2 separate regions of the Mus musculus genome follow, and region 1 is linked to region 2. The links are chromatin contacts, called in public Micro-C maps. All regions are on one chromosome and are shown on one strand. Each heading gives the region's core, a stretch centred on a gene start, on an enhancer-like site or on the middle of the called end of the contact. The rest is flanking DNA. Distances are from core to core; before and after follow the strand shown. Region 1 overlaps Arhgap15 (Rho GTPase activating protein 15). Region 2 overlaps Gm30374 (a long non-coding RNA gene).

Region 1 (4,790 bases), core at 1,697-4,196, 110 kb before region 2:
CTCCAAACCAAGCAGGAAAGTAATTAACAGTTGATTGTTGTTTGGGGAAGAAGAAGCCATTTCCTTAGGCGTGTACTCCATGGTAGGTGGACCATGCTCCCCTAGCCCTACACATATGCATGAGGGCAGCAAAAATTGCATTTGGGGAATGAGAGAGAAGGGAGAGAAAGGAGAGAGAGAGAGAGAGAGAGAGAGAGAGAGAGAGAGAGAGAGAGAGAGAGAGAGAGAGCACATGATATGAGGATTTTTCTGAAGGATGATGCTTTCCAATACAATGTGCTGACCTCATGTAAATCTGTAATATATAGTATGTACATACATTTAGATTCTCTAGCTGTATGCAATGATCACCTGAAGAGTCAAGCAAAATTAGTTCTGTGTATCACAAACTCACAAATCCCACAAAACAGCTATGCATTCCTAAAGAAATTCTTGAAGCATGGTGTAGTGGGTAGTGCCTGTAACCTCAGCACTTGCAGAAACAGGCAGGAAGAGCAACACACCAGTTCAAGGCTAAGCTGTTTTACCCAGTGAGCTGCAGGTAAGCCAGGGCTGCATCATTATGAGAGCTTATCCCAAAGAAACTAAAAGAAAAGAAACAAAAGGCAAGCAATCAATCACCCAAAATGAGAACAAACTGCCAAACTCCTGAGAAACTGATGTGGCTTCCTAGTCTGGCTTTGATGATATTTACTGTCACAGACCCCTTGCTCTCTTTAGTTCACGTGTGGAGTGCATCTTCATGTGGGTACCCTCTCCTCTTTCATAGGAGGGTGTGGGATCCTGTCTCACTTTATGTTTCCACTCACAGCCCTTAAGTGTTTTCTAAACACTGGGCTTGGTGAAGTGCATGTTATGATTTGCCAAGCTATGTGCAGCCCCTCTTATTAAACCACTGTGTATTTCAAGGGAAATGCTATCCTTGTGTTGTTGCTTTCTTTACCACTAACTCATCAAAAGATCATTTTGGAAATGACATTAGAGCATTTTGTGTTTAAGATCTCCCGTGAACTTTCATCCGGAGCCTTTCATGCTGGAGCCAGCAAGTCTCATTCATTCACCACCAAGAAATCCAGTTTGTGCTTAGGAGATGGGTTTAGGAAAGATCTCTCTGTATCTGGAAACCATTCTTCGGTCTTCTGAAGGCTTTTCTTAGAATTCCACTCTCAATCTGTTTCTGTTTCACTGTCTTTACTTTCACTGTTACTTGATTTTTTGACCGTCATTGAAGTTCGCCAAGCATGGCCTTCCTCCTCCTTGCTGTCAGAGCATCTTATTATTACAATTTGTCTGCATTATAACTTAATTTCACTCTGTGAAGAGAGAGTTGCTCAATTCTAATAGTCTTTGTTGATGTGCGGGTGTACATTTTTCTCTGCTCTAGAATTAAACGGATTATAAGTGGGGGGCATGGCAGGCAGGCAAAATTTAACTAACCTCTGGTTCCAGGATTTCTCCAATCTCCCATCACCTGGAGCTGCTTCCCCTAGGGAAGGCTCTGCCTGATCCAGCACCACAGCTCTTCTCTTCTCTCTTTTTTTTAAAAATATTTTTATTACATATTTTCCTCAATTACATTTCCAATGCTATCCCAAAAGTCCCTCATACCCTCCCTCTCACTTCCCTACCCACCCATTCCCATTTTTTTGGCCCTGGCGTTCCCCTGTACTGGGGCATATAAAGTTTGTGTGTCCAATGGGCCTCTCTTTCCAGTGATGGCCGACTAGGCCATCTTTTGATACATATGCAGCTAGAGTCAAGAGCTCCGGGGTACTGGTTAGTTCATATTGTTGTTCCACCTATAGGGTTGCAGATCCCTTTAGCTCCTTGGGTACTTTCTCTAGCTCCTCCATTGGGGGCCCTGTGATCAATCCACTAGCTGACTGTGAGCATCCACTTCTGTGTTTGCTAGGCCCCGGCATAGTCTCACAAGAGACAGCTACATCTGGGTCCTTTCAGCAAAATCTTGCTAGTGTATGCAATGGTGTCAGCAGTATGTCGTTTGGTTTTCTCATATACAGGGTATGTAGTCCTGGTTGGCTATTAATCTGGATCCTTCTATGTACTCCAGGCTGGCCTTGAACATGCAGACTTCCTTTTTCTGCCTTCCATGTGTCTGTGTTACAGGCATGTTCCTCCATGCCTGCCTCATCATGGCATTCTTGAAATTTTTCAAATACAGTTGAAATAAAACTGTTGTACTGATAACCTGAATGTGCTGTCTTTTCTTGATTTTTTTTTCTTCCTGTTCTCATTCTTTTGTTTCCACAGTTCTACTTATGGTGCAAATCTTATTTTAAATAACACTTTCAAAGAGTACTTGTAAGACGACTCATGACTCCAAATATAAGTCTTTCTTCTCCCACAGTCACTAGTGTAGAACCAAGCCTTTTTCTTGTCCTTGATGCATCTGCTTGTCCACAGGTCTTTCTCCAGAAAAGGCCACGACTTTTTAATATCCCATCATTCCCATAGCCTAACCCTCCTCCTGAATGACCATGGCCTAGACAAATAAATGAATGAATAAGCAGACCCCTGCTTAAGGAAATGAAATAATTAATCTGAAATGGTTTCTATAATAATTGATTAAACTATTATTATTTATTATTATTATCATCTTAACTTTTGAGATGATATTATTTGCCAAACCTAACTCTAACTTAGCAAAATGGCATTTTGAAATATTAAAGATATATTTGTTTCTCTTTTCCAACTTAAAGAAACCCCAGCTGGTCAATAGTATTAGTATACAAAATGACTACTCTTTTTTCTTTAAAACAAGGAAGTACAATATCTTCATATTGCATTTCATCTTCAAAGCCCTCACAAGTATTAATTAACCCACAGAACGATATCAGGCTTAAAAAGGCAACACCTGTGACTTAAGTTTATCTGCAAAAGGCTGATTTGCTCCGAGCCAGGACAACTTCCTGAGCTCTGCCCTCCAAATCCTCCTTGCTCAGGAGGAAGCAGATAAAAAACCCACCACAGGCTTTTGACTCCTGCAAGGCTATCCATAGACACGCCTTACGATGTTTCAATAAAAATAAAGACGATAAAGATTTAACATGCTATAATCAGGGTTATTTTTCTTGAATCTTTGTTTAGGGGGAAAGTGCCTTGAAACTAATTGGACCTCATGCACAGTAGCAAGGAGGAATATATTAATAGAAGATCAAGAAACAAGTGCAAAGTGTATCAGAGTTTTGTGTTAAGCAATCACAGAGTCCCCTGTTCTCATCCTAGCTTCTTTCACTGAAGTCTTGTGATATGCATCTGTGTGGCATTAATGCTATATTTCTTCCTATACTGGGGCCACTGTGAGCATTTTTAGACTCCAATTAGGAATGCTTCGAAAATAACTGTCAAAATACATGTGTTACTCTTTTAATTACCCATGTTGATCACAATCAGCTCTATTATAAAGGAACTGTAAAAAAAAAAAAAAAAAAACATAATAATGCATGGCTCCCCAAAGGAAAATGTACTCATTGGAGCATTGGCAATGACAGTTTTCATTTTATAAAGTAAAACACTTTACTCCAAAATGGGGTAGACCTAATAGATTATTTCAAAAGCTGTAACCAGAACTGTAGTCTCACGATTCTTAAAAATATTTCAGAGAATTCTTTAAATAGGAGGTAAAAGAAGTGAGACTTTTTTACATTACAGCCAATGTTTTGAAAATAAATACACACGAGAATTCAAATGTTAAAAACATAAATATAAACAATAATATTAACTCAAGGAATTTAAATAATTGGCTCCAAATTATTTTGGTACATTGTTTCAGACATGACAGAGTGTCCTGAGAGATACTGACAACAGGACACTATGGGTGACTGGGCTACTGTGCAGATCCATGGAGGAGACAGGGCGACAGGGAGAAATGGAGGAGACAGGGAGACAGGGAGAGATGGAGGAGACAGGGAGGCAGGGAAATATGGAGGAAACAGAGAGAGATACAAGCAACCCCAAGTTGTGGGAAAGACTCTGCAGGTAGATGAAAAGTTCATGCTCATCAGATTTAATGTAAACTTTGTGTCTTCTAGAGAACGTCTTTTCATGAATGGTAATGGGTAGTTTAAAATGTATAGATTTGCTTTTGGAAAAACTTCCTGGTTCTTTTCATTGTTACTCTTCATGACAGTCTACTCTCCAGATGGAAGTTTACATAACTGATGGCATTTCTGCCATTAAAATAAAAGTAAGAATCCAATAGACGTCATAAAGGAAATGTTGAATGTTCCCAGTGCTCAGAAGACAGAGTAAGTTAGGTGAACACTCAGAGAGAGAATGCAGCAGAGCCCACATCAGTACCAGGAAGCAATTAGTTGATATTTTAAAATTTTGGTGGAGGTAGTGACTATGTGTATCTGTGTGTATGTGGAGATGGGGGGAAGATAATCTCTGTAGAGAGACTACAAACTAGAATTTTACTTTAAAAATTAATGTTTTGCTCTGTGCCACATTTTTATTATAGTTATTTGTTTCTCAAGAGTTTAACATCTTGATATATATATTGGATATTATCCCTCTATTAGATATAGGGTTAGTAAAGATCTTTTCCCAATCTGTTGATTGGCATTTTGTCCTATTGACAGTGTCCTTTGCCTTAAAGAAGCTTTGCAATTTTATGAGGTCCCACTTGCCAATTCTTGATCTTAGAGCATGAGCCATGGGTGTTCTGTTCAGGAAATTTTTTCCTGTGCCCATATGCTAGAGGCTTTCCCCCACTTTCTTTTCTATTAGTTTCAGAGTATCTGGTTTTATGTGGAGGTGCTTGATCC
Region 2 (4,669 bases), core at 27-2,526:
TTTCACCTTTTCAGTCTGCTGTTACAGTGTGTCCGCAGCCCCTTTGAGCCCATGTGAAGTATATAGCTCAGTTCCGGTTTTGAGTTGTCCAAACGAAATAATGATTTAAAGCTCAATTTTAAAAGAACAGAGAACATTGAAGAATAGCAGCCCAGATTGCTTCAGTGATATTTAGTGGGTGCCAAGTGTAGACAGACTTGTAGACAAGTTCAAGGAAAGCATGCGAGGCTGCTCCAGCTATTATCTAATGAAGGTAGGATTCTATGTCTTGTACAAAAGAAAATCCAAAGTACCAGGGGATTTGACATATGTGCAAGGTTGTGTGTGTGTGTGTGTGTGTGTGTGTGTGTGTGTGTGTGTGTGTGTAAAGAGAAATATAAACTTGGGCTATGGCAAACATTGACAGAGTGAACTTTGGGACTCAGAATTGCAAAGATTTAGTTAGCTAGGAACCTGTCATCTTGTCCCTCGTGGTCTCAAAATGGTTGCCATGCTTCCTGCTTTCATGTATGAGCCCCTCACCAAATACCAGGCACATAAGCCAAAAAACTTTTTCAAATGTCCCACAGTGACAATTTTGCTTTTGTCTTTGGAGCCCTAACATGTGACACTTCTAGATGGGCCCATCGAAAAGCTCAAAAGAAAACACAGATCTTGTTATATAAGAAGATGGGATAATGATGAGGTCATTGTCTGGGAGTGCCCAGAATAAAAGATTAGGTAAGATTTAACCTTCCTGATGCATTAATGAGCTTACATTCCTCTTAAATAATGTAATTGTTTTATGCTACAGATCAGAAAATCCACAAATATTACAAAAAAAATCTATTGTCAACCACAGGCAACCAAAACGTGCATAATTAATGAGAACCTAACTCTGCTTGTCTAGTGTATGCAAATCTATTCATATAGACATGTAGGTGTATCGATATGTGTGCACGAAGTCACACACACACAGCTTGTGGAAGTGAAGCCAAGTGCTTCATTGGAAGGGGGTGTGGCTCAAGGCTGTTCCAGTCACTAGATCTTCATTGTTAACAGTAGTGTGTGCCAATCTATGTTGACAAGCCCTTCTAGTGCATAAGTTGCAGGTACCTTCACGGTGCCACCTAATACTTCAGGGACGTAGCCCCAGAGTTACACTTGAGACTACAGAGCTGATATCCAGTGGTGAGAAAGACGAACACGTGAAGTCATACCAGAGTTCTTCAGAACAGGGAGCTGCAGGGAGGTGCCGCCACAGTGCAGGCCTTCTGTCCCCCTAACTCCAAGCTCTGTCTGCTCTCATCTCTTAGACTTAACTGTATGGCTTTATAGATTATCTGCAGTCTCCGAACCCTCCCTCTGTTTCATTGATTTCTTGATTTCTAGAACAAAATCCTTCAAAGATAAGAAAGATCGGATGCAAACGTTAATGCATCTGGGAAATCGAGGAATGATGCCTATCGGGAGACTAAAGAAATGTCCCAGCAGCGAAATATGCAAATCCACCAGAACAGCCATGCTCCAGTCAGTTTTCTTTGTGATTTGGCGCCACCTTGTGGCCATTACAAGAATCAGCGTAAATACTAATGATGGGACCTCTCTGGGGTTTTAACTAACTAGAATGTCCTACGTTGAGGCAGCAGTTCTCAAAAGCCTCAGTCATGTGGCCCCGTAGATTATTGGCTATCCTAGCTCGGCTAGATTGGCCAAATATGGTGATGTTTGCCTGGGAAAAGCACAGGTAGATATTGCCCTTACGCAGCAGCTAAGCCTAATCAACAGTGTAGGTGAGCAGGTAGTACCAGCAGCTGACCATTCTCCAGACTCATGGACGGGACACACACAAGACCATGATCTTTTGAAGTCACTCTTCTTGCATCATACTGTCCCGAAATTAAGGGGAGTTTAAGTTGAGTGATCACAGGTTAAGCAAATGTTACCAGGATAAATTACTACTACTACTGCTACTACTACTACTACTACTATTACTAGCTTTCAAGCTTTAAGACGAATTAGTGACCATGGATGGACATGTGTGTTGTTTGTCTGCCAATGTTTCCGTGTGTAATTCCATTAACTCTTGTGTAAGATCAGTGCCATCTCTCAATGGCTTTGAAGTTGTCCCCAGTTATGGTCAATACTTGCTCCTTAGTGCTGTGACGTTCAGGGATGTGGTTGTGCGGAAGGATTGGGAGCAAGAGGGTTAAGTCACCAACCCTAATCTTATGGGCTATTGGGAGAGGATTGCGACTTAATAGATGGGACTTGATAAAAAACACAAAACAAAACAAAAACAAAAACAAAAAAACAAAACATAACAGTGGTTTGTTTGGGACATGGCCTTTGTGGCTTTTTGCCTCTGTGGGCACTTTCAAGAACTGGATATTTGGACATTTACTCCCCAAGAATCCGTGTGTCTGCTTGAGATTTCATTTAAATCACCCCTCCATCCATCTAGCCACGGGGCCATCCAGAGCAGGCACGCTGCCAGGGGTGTGTTCCCTTCAAGAGAGATATTTTTTCCCCCAGGGTAGGTTTGGTGAAGTATTGGAGATCTTGAACTGTGTCACAGAAAGCAAAATGGAAACCGAACAGCAATAACAGAGCCAGGGTCACCTGCACTCCAAGCTGCGGAAGGAACCGATGTTTCAATGAGGTGACCCAGGTCCTGCGGAGAGGAGTTGCTATGTGAACAAATAGAATTGTGCTGGGGTTCATAGTTTGTTTGGAAACTTTTGATTAATAACACAGTTTGAGTGATTTTACTTTGTCTTTTGTCCAGGGTTCTGAAAATATTGCAGTGGATTTGGAAAATAAGTGTGTGTGGGGGGGGGGGGGGGGGGCATGAAGCATTTATTTTTCCAGGTCTGTGATGGCCTCTTATCCATCCAGGCATCCAGGCACAGAAAGGCCAAAACATTTTGATATATTTTTGCCAAGGTCTTCTTCAGCTGTTTTCTGGCCCCATCAGTTCCTGCCAGTGCTCAACTTAGGACAGAGGGTGTTCCCTTTTACAGAGAGAAGCTTAGCAAAGAGACACTGGCAAATCAAAAGTTGAGTACCAGGAAGTGGAAACAAGAACCCTGGAATCCATTAGCTTGGTGAATGGAGCAAATTCAACCAGAAAATGAAGATGTACCAAACAAATCTCTCCTTAACTTAAGCCAGAAGTCAGAATGGAATTAAACACGAGACTGCATTTGAAAATGATAGACTGAGCACCCATGGATTAGAGAGACAGCCAACCTCCCCCGTCCCCCAAGCTCTGAGAATCTTCCTTCACACTGAGGTATGATGCTTTATAGAAATACTGACTAATGCTCTAGTATTGGGTCATAAGCTAATTTTACTACCCTTCCTTTATTGAGAAACTTGGAAAGAAATCCCCTGGCTTGACCTCATCTGTGTGCACTTATAAGTGGCTGGAGACCACCCTGTCACTGGAGGGTGCTTCATAGTCACTGTGTCTACTGTACCTTGTTAGAACTCTGTCCTCATACCCGTGCCGTTCTGTAGAACCTGAGTGCCTTTCTCCTTTTCACTTATTCTAGAGTCTAGCTCCTTTGCATCGCAATCTTCTTTGCCATGTGGTCCTGAACCCCTAATAGCATTGCCAGAAGAAAGATGGTTTAATATTCAAGAAATGGAAGTGCTTTCAGGCCTCAATCTGTCAGCAGCAAATACACTGGATGTATTTATGAAGTTTCCAATGGCAGATCTGTTTTGCTTTTAGCATTTGAGTCATTCACTGAAACTGGATGCAAAGGCGAGCTTGTACACCTTGGAGCGTGTGATCATGTTCTCAGCTTGATACAAAGGTCAGAGAAGAAAGAAATCTGAGGTTCTCTACTGATGAAAGAATGAATTGTTATTACATGATACTGAGATCGCATTTTTTTTTTTTTTTTTGCAGTGCTGGGGAGTGAGCCAGGGCCTTGTGCACACTAGGCAAGCATTATGATGCTAAGCTACCGCCCAGGCCAAATGTTTCATCCTAAAACAAAATAATTATGTCATTTGTTTGTTGTGTGAATTCAATACTTACACCCTTCTAGTAGTCATTGGGAAAAGTGCAACTCAGTCTGTAGTTCAGACTTAGGTCACAGTGTCATAGGCTCCAAACAGTCCTGGAGAGAATGTGTTTTAGCCACCAGAGTTCTTTTCTTCCCCCCCAAGCAAATTATCACACCATAAGTTTCCATTTTCCCCAGTGTCGTTTCTGCTGTAATAATGGCTTGAGGATTTAAATCCTGTGATGTTATTGTGACTTCAAAGCCTTAAAACTGCGATTGAATGAGGCAGCTCATCTGTCATTATTCAAATACGAAGCAATTATGATGAAATAAAGATAAAATTCCATTGAGAAATCCTCCAATCAATTTTCACTTATATTTAACCAGAAACATAAAACAATGCATAGAAGAGTAAGTTTAGGTAATAAAATTGAAGAATAAAAAGCACAAATTACAGATCTATAACTGGGGCATAGTGATGGCTTCAGGGCGTGTAAATAAAAGATGTCACCAATATTGAGTGCGAGTTTGTTTGCTTCCTTAAAGAAAAGACAAACAAAACCCTCAGCACAGAACAGAATCTACCCATACCTGGTCCAGCAGTGCTCAAACTTGCTACCCACTTGAAGTGGCTTATGGATAACTGCTCACACACCGTCACATGACAGCTA

The links. A called contact is a pair of places that touch in the nucleus more often than the background predicts.
Region 1: a Micro-C map of the G1E-ER4 cell line shows a contact between it and region 2. The contact joins two enhancer-like sites. A contact is called at or near these places in 2 of 15 datasets of contacts at CTCF or cohesin (CD8 T cells and large pre-B cells), 47 of 484 Hi-C or Micro-C datasets (B cells, CD4 T cells, CD8 T cells and 34 more) and 7 of 115 datasets of contacts at active chromatin or transcription factors (the 230-238 cell line, CD4 single positive thymocytes, CD8 T cells and 3 more).

What each region holds. Positions count from the first base shown.
Region 1 is chr2:43,834,262-43,839,051 of GRCm38.p6, reverse strand. The region is part of intron 3 of Arhgap15 (Rho GTPase activating protein 15); the gene reads right to left. Among named protein-coding and RNA genes, the nearest start is that of Gm39804, 49 kb to the right of the region's middle. Within about 2 kb of position 2,946, at least 8 of the 459 cell types and tissues checked have an H3K27ac peak or open chromatin away from gene starts, as enhancers often do. A contact at or near this core is called in the G1E-ER4 cell line, where this site is marked.
Region 2 is chr2:43,719,763-43,724,431 of GRCm38.p6, reverse strand. All of the region lies in intron 4 of Gm30374 (a long non-coding RNA gene), which reads left to right. Among named protein-coding and RNA genes, the nearest start is that of Gm30374, 7.3 kb to the left of the region's middle. Within about 2 kb of position 1,276, at least 26 of the 459 cell types and tissues checked have an H3K27ac peak or open chromatin away from gene starts, as enhancers often do. A contact at or near this core is called in the G1E-ER4 cell line, where this site is marked.